Regions from separate parts of the Mus musculus genome. Here all the other regions are linked to region 3. Evidence: chromatin contacts called from public HiChIP or PLAC-seq and promoter capture Hi-C data. All regions are on one chromosome and are shown on one strand. The core of a region is the stretch at or near the end of the contact, and the rest is flanking DNA. Distances in the headings are between cores, read along the strand shown. Region 1 has its middle 8.4 kb from the start of 4930597A21Rik. Region 2 has its middle 70 kb from the start of Il12b. Region 3 holds the start of Pwwp2a (PWWP domain containing 2A).

The links. Promoter capture Hi-C pulls out the DNA fragments that hold promoters and counts their contacts. HiChIP or PLAC-seq counts read pairs in DNA pulled down with a chosen protein or histone mark.
Region 1: an H3K27ac HiChIP or PLAC-seq map of double positive thymocytes shows a contact between it and region 3, with 4 times the contacts expected there. The contact joins the enhancer-like site here to the promoter of Pwwp2a in region 3. A contact is called at or near these places in 4 of 39 promoter capture datasets (the 3T3-L1 cell line, frontonasal cranial neural crest, hematopoietic stem and progenitor cells and 1 more), 4 of 115 datasets of contacts at active chromatin or transcription factors (bone marrow-derived macrophages, double positive thymocytes and large pre-B cells) and 1 of 9 other capture datasets (liver).
Region 2: a promoter capture Hi-C map of the 3T3-L1 cell line shows a contact between it and region 3, with 7 times the contacts expected there. The contact joins the enhancer-like site here to the promoter of Pwwp2a in region 3. A contact is called at or near these places in 8 of 39 promoter capture datasets (the 3T3-L1 cell line, the HPC-7 cell line, cranial neural crest and 4 more), 4 of 115 datasets of contacts at active chromatin or transcription factors (astrocytes, bone marrow-derived macrophages, large pre-B cells and 1 more) and 1 of 9 other capture datasets (adipose tissue).

The regions. Positions count from the first base shown.
Region 1 is chr11:44,576,211-44,579,559 of GRCm38.p6, reverse strand. No RefSeq gene overlaps it. Among named protein-coding and RNA genes, the nearest start is that of 4930597A21Rik, 8.4 kb to the left of the region's middle. Within about 2 kb of position 1,454, at least 18 of the 459 cell types and tissues checked have an H3K27ac peak or open chromatin away from gene starts, as enhancers often do. A contact at or near this core is called in double positive thymocytes, where this site is marked.
Region 2 is chr11:44,328,185-44,331,213 of GRCm38.p6, reverse strand. No RefSeq gene overlaps it. Among named protein-coding and RNA genes, the nearest start is that of Il12b, 70 kb to the left of the region's middle. Within about 2 kb of position 1,538, at least 10 of the 459 cell types and tissues checked have an H3K27ac peak or open chromatin away from gene starts, as enhancers often do.
Region 3 is chr11:43,679,988-43,683,337 of GRCm38.p6, reverse strand. Pwwp2a (PWWP domain containing 2A) reads right to left here and starts at 1,340. Exons shown (of 2, transcript NM_027557.1): 1 at 722-1,340. The coding sequence starts at 1,245. Gm34963 (a long non-coding RNA gene) reads left to right here and starts at 1,274. Exons shown (of 2, transcript XR_388594.3): 1 at 1,274-1,503.

The DNA.
Region 1 (3,349 bases), core at 205-2,704, 900 kb before region 3:
TGCTGAATACTTAGAATATGTATCTGTATAATAATCAGTTCTTTGTATGACAATACAAGTATGCTAAAGAAAAGGGATGTGTCTATAGGCAAGGATGCAGAAAACAACTGTGGGATGAAATCGTTTCTGGGTGTGTGACCTGCAAGGAAGGGTATCAGGTGACATAGGACTTAAGGCCTCAACTGGATGTTGGGAGCAAGTGTCCATCAAATGAGGTAAAGCCATCAACCTTCTGGTGACAAACTATTAATTTTTTTTTTCAAAGAAGCAGATTCTTTTTAATGTGAAGTCTCTCCACTTTTGAATTTTTTTAAGAAACCTTTCCAGATTAGATATATCTGCTAGTCTGTAAGCACACAGGTGCCAGCTTGTCGTCCTGAGAGTAAGCAGGGGTGAGAGTCCGTGGTTTTGACTGGTACTGATTCGGGTGGAGATGGACTACAGAGAACAGAAAGGTTCAGTGTGGAGAGAAACTGTGTGATGACCCAGGGACACTGGACAACGTGGGGACCTACTATGAGACATCAGGAGTGTTGATCCTGGAACTGCAATTCCCAGATTTACGTGCTCTGGGTAGTCACCTAAGAATCTTTCAAAAATTCCCATTTCTAGGTCTCATGGCCACCTGGTGAAACTATAGTAACTGACGTGGGGTGGGACCCCAGGCGATTCCACCATGTTCACAGGGCTAATGCAACTGAGCTATGTAAGAGCACGTGTCTCACAGAAGGCAAGAGGGAGACACTTGAGTTTACTGAGCCCAAACTACCTCTGTCCTTAAAGTAGACTTCATATGCACACCTGTGACAAGATAGGATGGATATTCAGTTTATTTGAATAAAGACATATCTGTGACATTACATTAAAAATAGTCAAGTTCTCTGGGTTGGAGAGATGGCTCAGCAATGGCACTGCTCTTCTAGAGGACCTGGGTTCAATTCCCAGCACTCACATGGCAGCTCACTGATGTCTGTAACTCCTGTCCCAGTGGGCCCAACACCCCTCACACAGACATGCATGCAGTCAAATCACCAATGCACATAAAATTTAAATTAAATAAAAATTAAAATAGGTTCTTATTTTAACCAGTCAAGACTGCTTCCCATGGTGTGCGTGTGTGTGTGTGTGTGTGTGTGTAAAAGCTTTTGTTGTTGTTCAACATTCTCTCTTCCACCTACAGTGCCACTGTGCATTAATTAAATATTAGGTCTCATTTCTCCCTGCTTCATTTACTTGTTTTCTTCTCACCCATAAACAAGATTACAAAAACATTCCAAGCAGTGCCTTAGAAGGTGAGCTGCAGGCTTGTAAAACACACATCAAACATTTTAAATAATTCGGTAGAAGTTTGGCCAGCTGTCGACCCCCTTCCTCCGTCAACACACTTCTTAGCACATGTGTGCTTTCAGATGTCAGCCCCCACCTGCAGCAGCGCCAACGGCAGCCTCAGTGACGTTTGGATAGCACAATCCAGACCATCATAACAAACCAAAAATGCAAATACCCCTGACATCTCAGCTGTGTTCTCTTGGTTGTCGCTGTTGTTGGAGAGCGGTTTCAGGGTAATTTAGGAAGAGTAGAAGCTTTAAAAGAAACATTATTTAACAACTGGGGAGGCAAGAGGAACTTACACTTGCATGTGACGTCACATGTAGGTCTTAGGTTGATGGATTCATCCTGAGAAGGAAGAACTGAGAAGTTCCTAGACACAGACTGGACTACTGGTCCAAACCCTTCCCACTCATTTATTCCCACAGTGTGATCTCCTGGTCCCCACTGGGCTGTGGCTCCCAGAGATATACAGGAACCTCTCCGATAGCTCCCAACTTCCTATCTTGCTAGGTTTTGGTTGCTGTGTATTAAAGTTGATTTTACATGTAAATATTTCTTTACTTCCTGTTTCTTTCCCCCTTGTCATAGGATTCACCTTATCCACTCTTGTCTCAGATCAATAATTCTGAATATTATGATATCCCAGAAATTCTGCTTGATCTTTTCACCGAAGCTCACATATAGCACCTATTGGCTTAATAAAACCTTTCTTTTTCAAGGAAGATCTCATGTGGCCCCAGAGGGCCAAACACTTGAAAATTTCACTTTGTTGTAGTAGTTATTTTTCTTGCCAAGAATCAACTTAAGGAAGAAAGGACTGGTTTGACATAGTGTCAAAGAATGGTGTCTATCCTGGCAGGCAAGCATGGTGACACGGGTATGAGCTGCCACTGTTCCTGCAGTCAGAAAGGACAAAGAGATGATTGCTGGTGCTCGGCTCACTTTCCTCTCTCTAGTCAGCCTTCCGAATGCTGCCACTGACCTTCAGGGTTGGTATTCTTTCACTGAACCTCACTGAAACACCCTCACAGACATACCTACAAGTTTGTTGGCAACAAAGATTAGCCATGACGCCATGTTGTCACTGAAGTTATTCTGTGGCACTAGACCACTGGTTGGTTAGTGTTAGAAGCAAGGTGACAAGCTCTTGAGGCCTTCTGACGGACAGAGTTTTCTCTTCTTCCCATTCCTTCCTAAACAGAAGGTATAACTCTTCCCAATGGATGTGTACAGGATCCGGTATATATAAGTAATCTAGTGTTGAATGTGTCATTTCCTGGAGGCTGTGCCCAGACAGGCTCCACACCACTCCACACGAGAAACTGGAGCTTGTGAAGGCTTAGTGTTCAAGTGTGTCTTGGAAGCAATCTCTCAGATACCCAGGGAAGACTATTTTTTGATTGACACAATCGGTCACTGGTTCTGTTTCATTTTCTGAACTGACATTTTGGTACCATTACACCTTTGTAAATGAACATCAAACTTCTCCATGTGGGGTCTAGAGTCTTAAAATCTTACCCATAATTCATTTTGAGAAATCAGAATCTCTTGGGTCTGGGAAGAGATTGTAGCTACTGTAGTTCTATAGCTACAGAGCTTGCCATACAAGCATGTGGTCCTGAGTTGAATGCCGAGGTCAAAAATGGCAGGTGCTGTGGTGTGCACTTGTAATCCCAGGCTAGAGGTAGAAACAGTCAGATCTCTGGGGCCGGCTGGCTAGCCAGCCTAGCCTCATCGGCAAGCTTAAGACCCAAGATGGGTCCATGAATAAAGGCTCTTGCCTCCATGACTGAATTTAATCTCCGAGTCTCATGAAGTGGAGGTGAGAACTCACTGTGAAGTGTGTATATGTTCATCTGTCTTTCATTACAATAGTTCAGAAAGAAACTCCTGCAGGTTGTCCTGTGACCTCCACACTCCACCACTCATGCAGTGGCTTCCATGTCTGCACACACACACAAATAAGTTAATATCATTCTTTAAAAATAGAAATCGAGAATGATTGACAGCCCCAGAG
Region 2 (3,029 bases), core at 289-2,788, 650 kb before region 3:
GACATTTTCATGGCTTGCTTTTCCTGCCCCATCATGGGGGTGTGTTCTTTTAGCGACTGAGCAAGTGCCCCCTTTCTCCCACTCTACCTCTTCGGGTGAGGCTGGCCAGGGGTTTGAACCTGGACTGTTTGCTCTGGCTATGCAGCCCTGGGTGATTCACCTGATTAGGTGCTGACTAGGAAATAGAAGCGAGGGATGACATTGCACATTTGTCAGGAGCATCCTAGGGAGGATATGCCTGAGGGTCTTAGGTACCATTCGAAAAACCTTCAGTGTATATTGGCCATTTTCCATGCGTTAGCCCAGCTCATGGTCAAGACTGGATGGACCCTCCTTGAAACACCATCGAATCCTTCATCCTTCCCTTTGTCTCTCTTCTGTCCAGAGATGCTGGAGAGGAGCTGTGCAAAGCCTGTGAGGGTTGCATCTCCTTAGGGCCATCGCCAACCCCAAGAATTGTATTTTAGAAGCTCATTGAACTGGAGAGGAATGAGCTTCAAGTATCAGCCTCTGGAGACACAAAACTATTAGAGCTAATGGCGGTGCCAATTAGCATAACTACTGCACACACAGAGTGAGCTGGGCACGGTGCTGGAGGGCTTGTGTGCACTTTCTTACCACGAACCCTATGAGATGTTTTATGATGTCACTTTTTCACGTGGGGACAGTGAGGGGCAGAGAATGTCAACAACTATGCCTAGGACACACAGCTCTGGAGCGACAAACCTGAAGCCAAAGCCAGCTGTGACTCTGATGTTTGCTGTGGAGAAGGGGCCAGTAATCAAACATGCGACAAAATGATAACTTGCTCTTAAGGTGGCATTTGTGGGATAGCTTTGTATCCCTTCAGAAGACTACGAGGAGGAGGAAGCCATGTGTGACAGAGACTGGGGAACATCTGGAACCGTGGTGTCATGTGGGGAGATCTCTGGGGTCTGCTAAGGGTTCAGGAGGGAGAGATGAGGAAGGGGAAGGCCTGGAAGAAAACGCCTGCAGCAAAGGCAAGGGGAGAGATGTGGCCTCTGTTTCAGGGACATCAAAAGACAGAGGAGTTACCTGTCATGAACTGCACTTGGAGGAAGGGGAAACTGAAACATGGCAAGGCAGCAGCCTTGGCTAAGGGCAGTGGCTTAGAGGCAGGGTTAGGATAGGAAATGCCATCTACAGAACCCCAGAGCTTCTGCAGGGTGGCAGTCATCTCAGAGTCTCATGTCCATCACCAATAAAGAAAAATACTGCTAACCCCTGGGAGGATCTAGGCCAGCCAGCCACCCAGCCACAGCCAGGGCTCCGATGTCGGGGATGTGGGACTGTGGTAGCAGAACGAGTTCCCTTTCCTTTCCTCTCCTTTCTTTTTTCTTTCTCCCTTCTCCCTTCTTCTCTTCTCTTTTGAAGCAGTGCTACACTCTAGCCCACGCTAGCCAAGGCTGGCCTTAGATGTGCTGCAGTCATCTTGTTTCAGTCTTGTGAGTGTGGGCTCGATCTACCCACAATCTAATCCACAGACAGCTGGAATAATTCCCAAGGTTTAAGATGTTGACAAAAGACTGTGTCTGTGCACCACACCCAGATTTATTTCTCCTCCTCCTAGGGATCACATTACTCACCCCTTTTTTTAAAAAAATATTTCATAATCTCTCTCACCAAACTATAACAAAGTGTGAGATGAGTTTAGAATCCAGCAAGTAAGGGACCAGAGAGGATCCCGTCCCAGCCTGCTCTGCTTCGTGATTGGTTCTTCTTTCTTCCCCGATTCTGTAATTGTCATCCTGCCTTTCTCCCCAGCCCCTTAAGGCACCTGGTCATAGACAAGGTTTCAGAAGCCTGAAAGGCTTTCATGGGCTGGTGCCTGATAGAGCCAGCCAGGAGAACCTACCCCAGTCTGCCTGCTGCTTGGCACTCTTCTGCCATATGAGTCTCTAGGATTCTACTTCTCCCTACCTGCCCCACCACAGCAGTTGCTGATGGATAGTGAATGTTCCAAGCTCCACCACAGCTAAGCTCTAGGTATTTGGCTCTTGATCCCCAAGAGCATCCTTCTATAGTTTTTGAACCAAATGGAGTCATGGCTAGCTCTACTGAAGTAAAGTTGTCATGGCCTTGAAGAGATACTTGTAGAGTCTGGAGTGATATCCATTAACCTCAGACCAGGTGCTGAGGTTGGGTCTAGTGTAGAATAGAAGTCATTTGTAGATGAAGGTAAGGAATAAGAGGCATCCGAGAACATCCCCTGTTTATGGGTTTAAAATGTAATCACCAAGTTAATAATAAGAATATTGACTGGCCTGTTTTTCTCTGTGGAGGAGAGAAGAGAACCTGCACATCAATCAATCAATCAATCAATCAATCAATCAATGATCTACTTAGTCAGCATTTGCACATTGAGCATCTATTCTGGTGGAGAACACCAGAGACAGCATAAGATGAAATGAATAGAACCTTTGCCTTCATTGGGCCCTTCATTCTATTGTGGAAAGGAACTGGCCAATGAACAAACAGGTCTAACACAATTCCTAGATAATGAGGAAAGCAACCAGGCAACAGGCAGAAGGGCTGGCAGAAGGGATCTGTCTGCACACGGGCCATCTTTCTAGGTCTGGGTGGTACTAACATCAGGTGGCTTTTCTTAGAAGTAGATGGGTCTTCATTCACAGAATCAGGTTTGCTTCATACAGGAGAAATATTATCCAGATCAGTACCTCACAGGGGAAGGTCAGAGCCAGAGTGTCGAGAGTGAGGTTCTTCAAAGCTCCACACGAGGAACCTCTGTCCATCCTTCTGAAGTGAAGGTGGGCACATACATTCAAGAGGCATGATCATATTGATTATATGTTCTAGCACTGAGTCTGCCTGCAGAAAGCAAGGCTCACGCACCATCTCTTGTGGAGATGCACAGGCATTGTCTTGACTCTCGTAGGAATACCAGGACTTCTAGGACTCAGTTTCCCAGTGTGGCTATTCCTCACCATGGGATATATGTCATATGTGGTCCTGTGCTTGAACTAAATCTGTATTAGTAGTTCACTTAT
Region 3 (3,350 bases), core at 91-2,590:
TTCTAGTCAAAACAAATTTAACTGTAAACATCGTCTCGGAAATCTTTTGAGACTCAATCTCTATCACTGCCAAAGAAAAAGTCATGCGAACATTCCTTTGTAAACCCACCACTTGGGTAGTAAATGTTCAAAAGACAGGGGACCTATCCCGTCTCCAATATTTCTTTAAGCTATAAGTAAAATTAGCAAAAGGTACCTCCTTATTAAAGAGTGATCCTCCGAGAAACTATTTCCAGCAGTTCTTAATAACAGTTAAAAAAGGGTTCATTAACTCTAGGCTCTTCCTCTTTTAACAACTGACAGGTAACCTTTTGGGAAGCCCAAAGCACACACCCCTTTCTTCAGCCCCGCTAAAGTTAAAGGTTGATTTGAGGACAGGGAGATGCCTCCGCAGCACCTCTTCCCCCCCCCCCCCCCCCACAGCACCCGTTTCTCTAGGGGATCCATCTGCATTTTGCATTAACCCATCTGCCCCAGTGCGCAAGCCAGAGGGTCGCAGGGGGCTGGGGATGCGGAGGCGGGGTGTGCCAGCCATCTGCACCCGCGCGCGTCCCCAGCTGCACACCTGGGGCCGGGGCCGCGCGCGTCGGCCCCACGCGGAGCGCGCCCCACGCGGAGAGCGGCGCGGCGCGCAGGACCCGAGGGCGGGGCGGGAGCAGCTCGGGTTCGCGCTCTCCCTCGCGGCGGAGCGGACAGCTTGCAGTTGGGGGGCCGACGGTACCTTTTGGATAGGTCCATGAGGACCCCGGAGAAGAGCTTCTCCCCGAGGCGGAACGACACGACGAGCGCGTCCTCGATGATGTGGTCCAGCGTGACCCGCACCTCCGAGCCGGGGATGAGGTGCGACACCGCCGAGTCCCCGCCCGCCGGCGGCACGAGCGCCGGAGCTGGTGGCGGCCGCGGCGCGTCCTCGGGCTGCTCGGGGGCGGCCGGAGGCTGCTCGGGCGGCGAGACCGGGACAGCCGCGGGCTCGGGCGGCTTCGCCTCCTCAGCCTCGGAGCTATCGGCCAGCTCCCCCGGCGGCGGCGGCGGCGGCGGTGGCGGCAGCGGCTGCTCGTCGGCCTGAGGGGCGGACTGGCGCCCGTCGGCCTCGCCGTCCGGCACCGCCGCCTCCGTGGCCGTGACCGGGAGGGGGGTGCCGGCTTCGCTGCCGGGAATGGGCTCTAGCTCCGGCTCGGCCTCGCCGGCGCCCCCTTCCCCGGGGGACGCCGCGGTCGCCGCCGCCTCAGCAGCCACGGCCGCCATTTTCTCGCTGGTTTCTCCCTCCTCCTACTCGGGCTGCGGCGGCGGCGGCGGCAGCGCGGCTGGGATCCCGAGGCCTTCCCCTCCCTCCCGCTAACACTCTCGTCCCGCCCTTTCCCTGATGCTCGTGATTGGCACCGCGCCATTGGCTCCGCCTTCCACCCCCTTCCGCACTTCTGTCAACCCATTGGTCAGAAGGAGCCGTCTGTCGCGGGCTGAGTCCCGCCCCCTCCCTCAGAGTAGGAACTTCCCATTGGTCAGGTGAGTTGTCAAGTGGAGAATCTAAAAGGAGTTTGAGGGGCGGGCTGAAGGATGGCAAAAGCGGCGCCCTGTGCTTACAGCCTGTATCTATTGGTTAGTAGGGGAAATACCGCTTTAGGATTGGTTTATGCCCCTGCCCTTACTCGGCCCGTTCTTCGGAGGTGGGAGAAGGGAAGAAAACGCGAGTCGTGCCAGTTCTTTCAAAGACTCCCCAAGGGGGGAATAGCGGGAGAATGCAGAAAGGGAACCACTTCCCAAGAATCTTTGCGCAGAGATCCTTAGAATAAATGTTATTTCTAGGCTTGGATTTGCTTGTGGCCAAGTGTGGGCACAACAGGCTTCTGTTGGGAAAGATAACTAAAGTTCCGAAAATAATCCTGAGACACTTTTTGGGTGCCTATTCACTAGTCAGATTACGAGGTGCTGGAAACAGGGCGATGTACAAGACATTCTCCATGACCACATGACAGGAGCTCCCGCATACACACAAGCGGTGTTTTCCTTGGTTTCACTCTTTAAAATATAAAGGACTAAACTCTAGGAACCTGCTAATTTCAAAAAAGGAAAATTCTAACGAGAAGACAGACAACTGGCATGCTAAATTGACTGTAGTCCTTAGATCCACGGAAAGAGTTCACTATTGAAGCCTTTTCTTTCCTTACCCTCTTCCTTGCCGTGTGCAGAAAGAAAGAAAGAAAGAAAGAAAGAAAGAAAGGAAGGAAGGAAGGAAGGAAGGAAGAAAGAAAGAAAGAAAGAAAGAAAGAAAGAAAGAAAGAAAGAAAGAAAGAAAGAAATCTAGGCATAGTTGCCGGTGGGGCAGCTCTTGGGAGGCACAGGCAGAAATGGCAAAATTCTAGTCCAGACTTAATACAGTTTCAGGATAGACTCAACTGCAAACTGAGATCCCATCCCAAGAAAGAAAAGATGAGGGCTAGGGGAGCCCTCCAGTGTCCTAAGGTCCTTGTTTTTGTGGTTTGGGTTTTTGTTTTGAAACAGCGTCTCCCTATGTACTTCTGGCTTGCCTGGAACTCACAGAGATCGGCCTCCTTCTCTCTGCCTCCCAAGTGTTGCGTTTAAAGACCAATTCTATTTGAAATCTGTTAAGTCTAGAAGGAGCCACTGTACTCATTTCTTGCAGATTGTTCCTCAGTCAGTCCTTTCTAATAGGAGCAATCAGAGGCACTGAAAACACCTACAAAAGAGAAAGAAGATATTTACCAACGTGGAGGGAAGAATGAAATGTCAAAGATTAATTGAATACTATATATCAATATCTAGTACAATCTTACATGGTCCTTGCAATTCGACAAGTGCTATTATACCCATTTTATTTGAAAACTGAGACAAAAAGGTTTCTAATGTTGTTTAGCTAATAAATTACACGGTCATAAGTCCAGGTATTTTTTTATAGAAAAGACAAAATGACAATAAGCAAATATTAGCCAACGTTCTGTCTATTTCAAGCTTAGCAGTTCTCAGGAAAGTAAAAGTCCAATAGAAGATGCCAGTCAAGGAGAATTCAGAATCTCCCTTTACAGCCACAGGGAAAATGGAGTTTGTTTAGAGACCACTGTGTACCACTGACTTTCCCAAACCCTCTCATTTGAAGTCCTGTGTTCTGGGGGTCTAGAGCAATGGCTCAGCAGTGAGGACCATGTGCTTCTATTGCAGAGAATCATAGTTGGTTCCAGCACTCCAGGGGATTCAATGCCCTCCTCTAGCTACCTTGTGCACAAACCTACTCCCAGACATACAGAGATGAATAGCTAAAAGTAGTGAAAATAACCAGGCATGATGGTGCATGTTTTTAGTGAAGGAGACAGAGACAAATGGATCTCAGTTCAAGG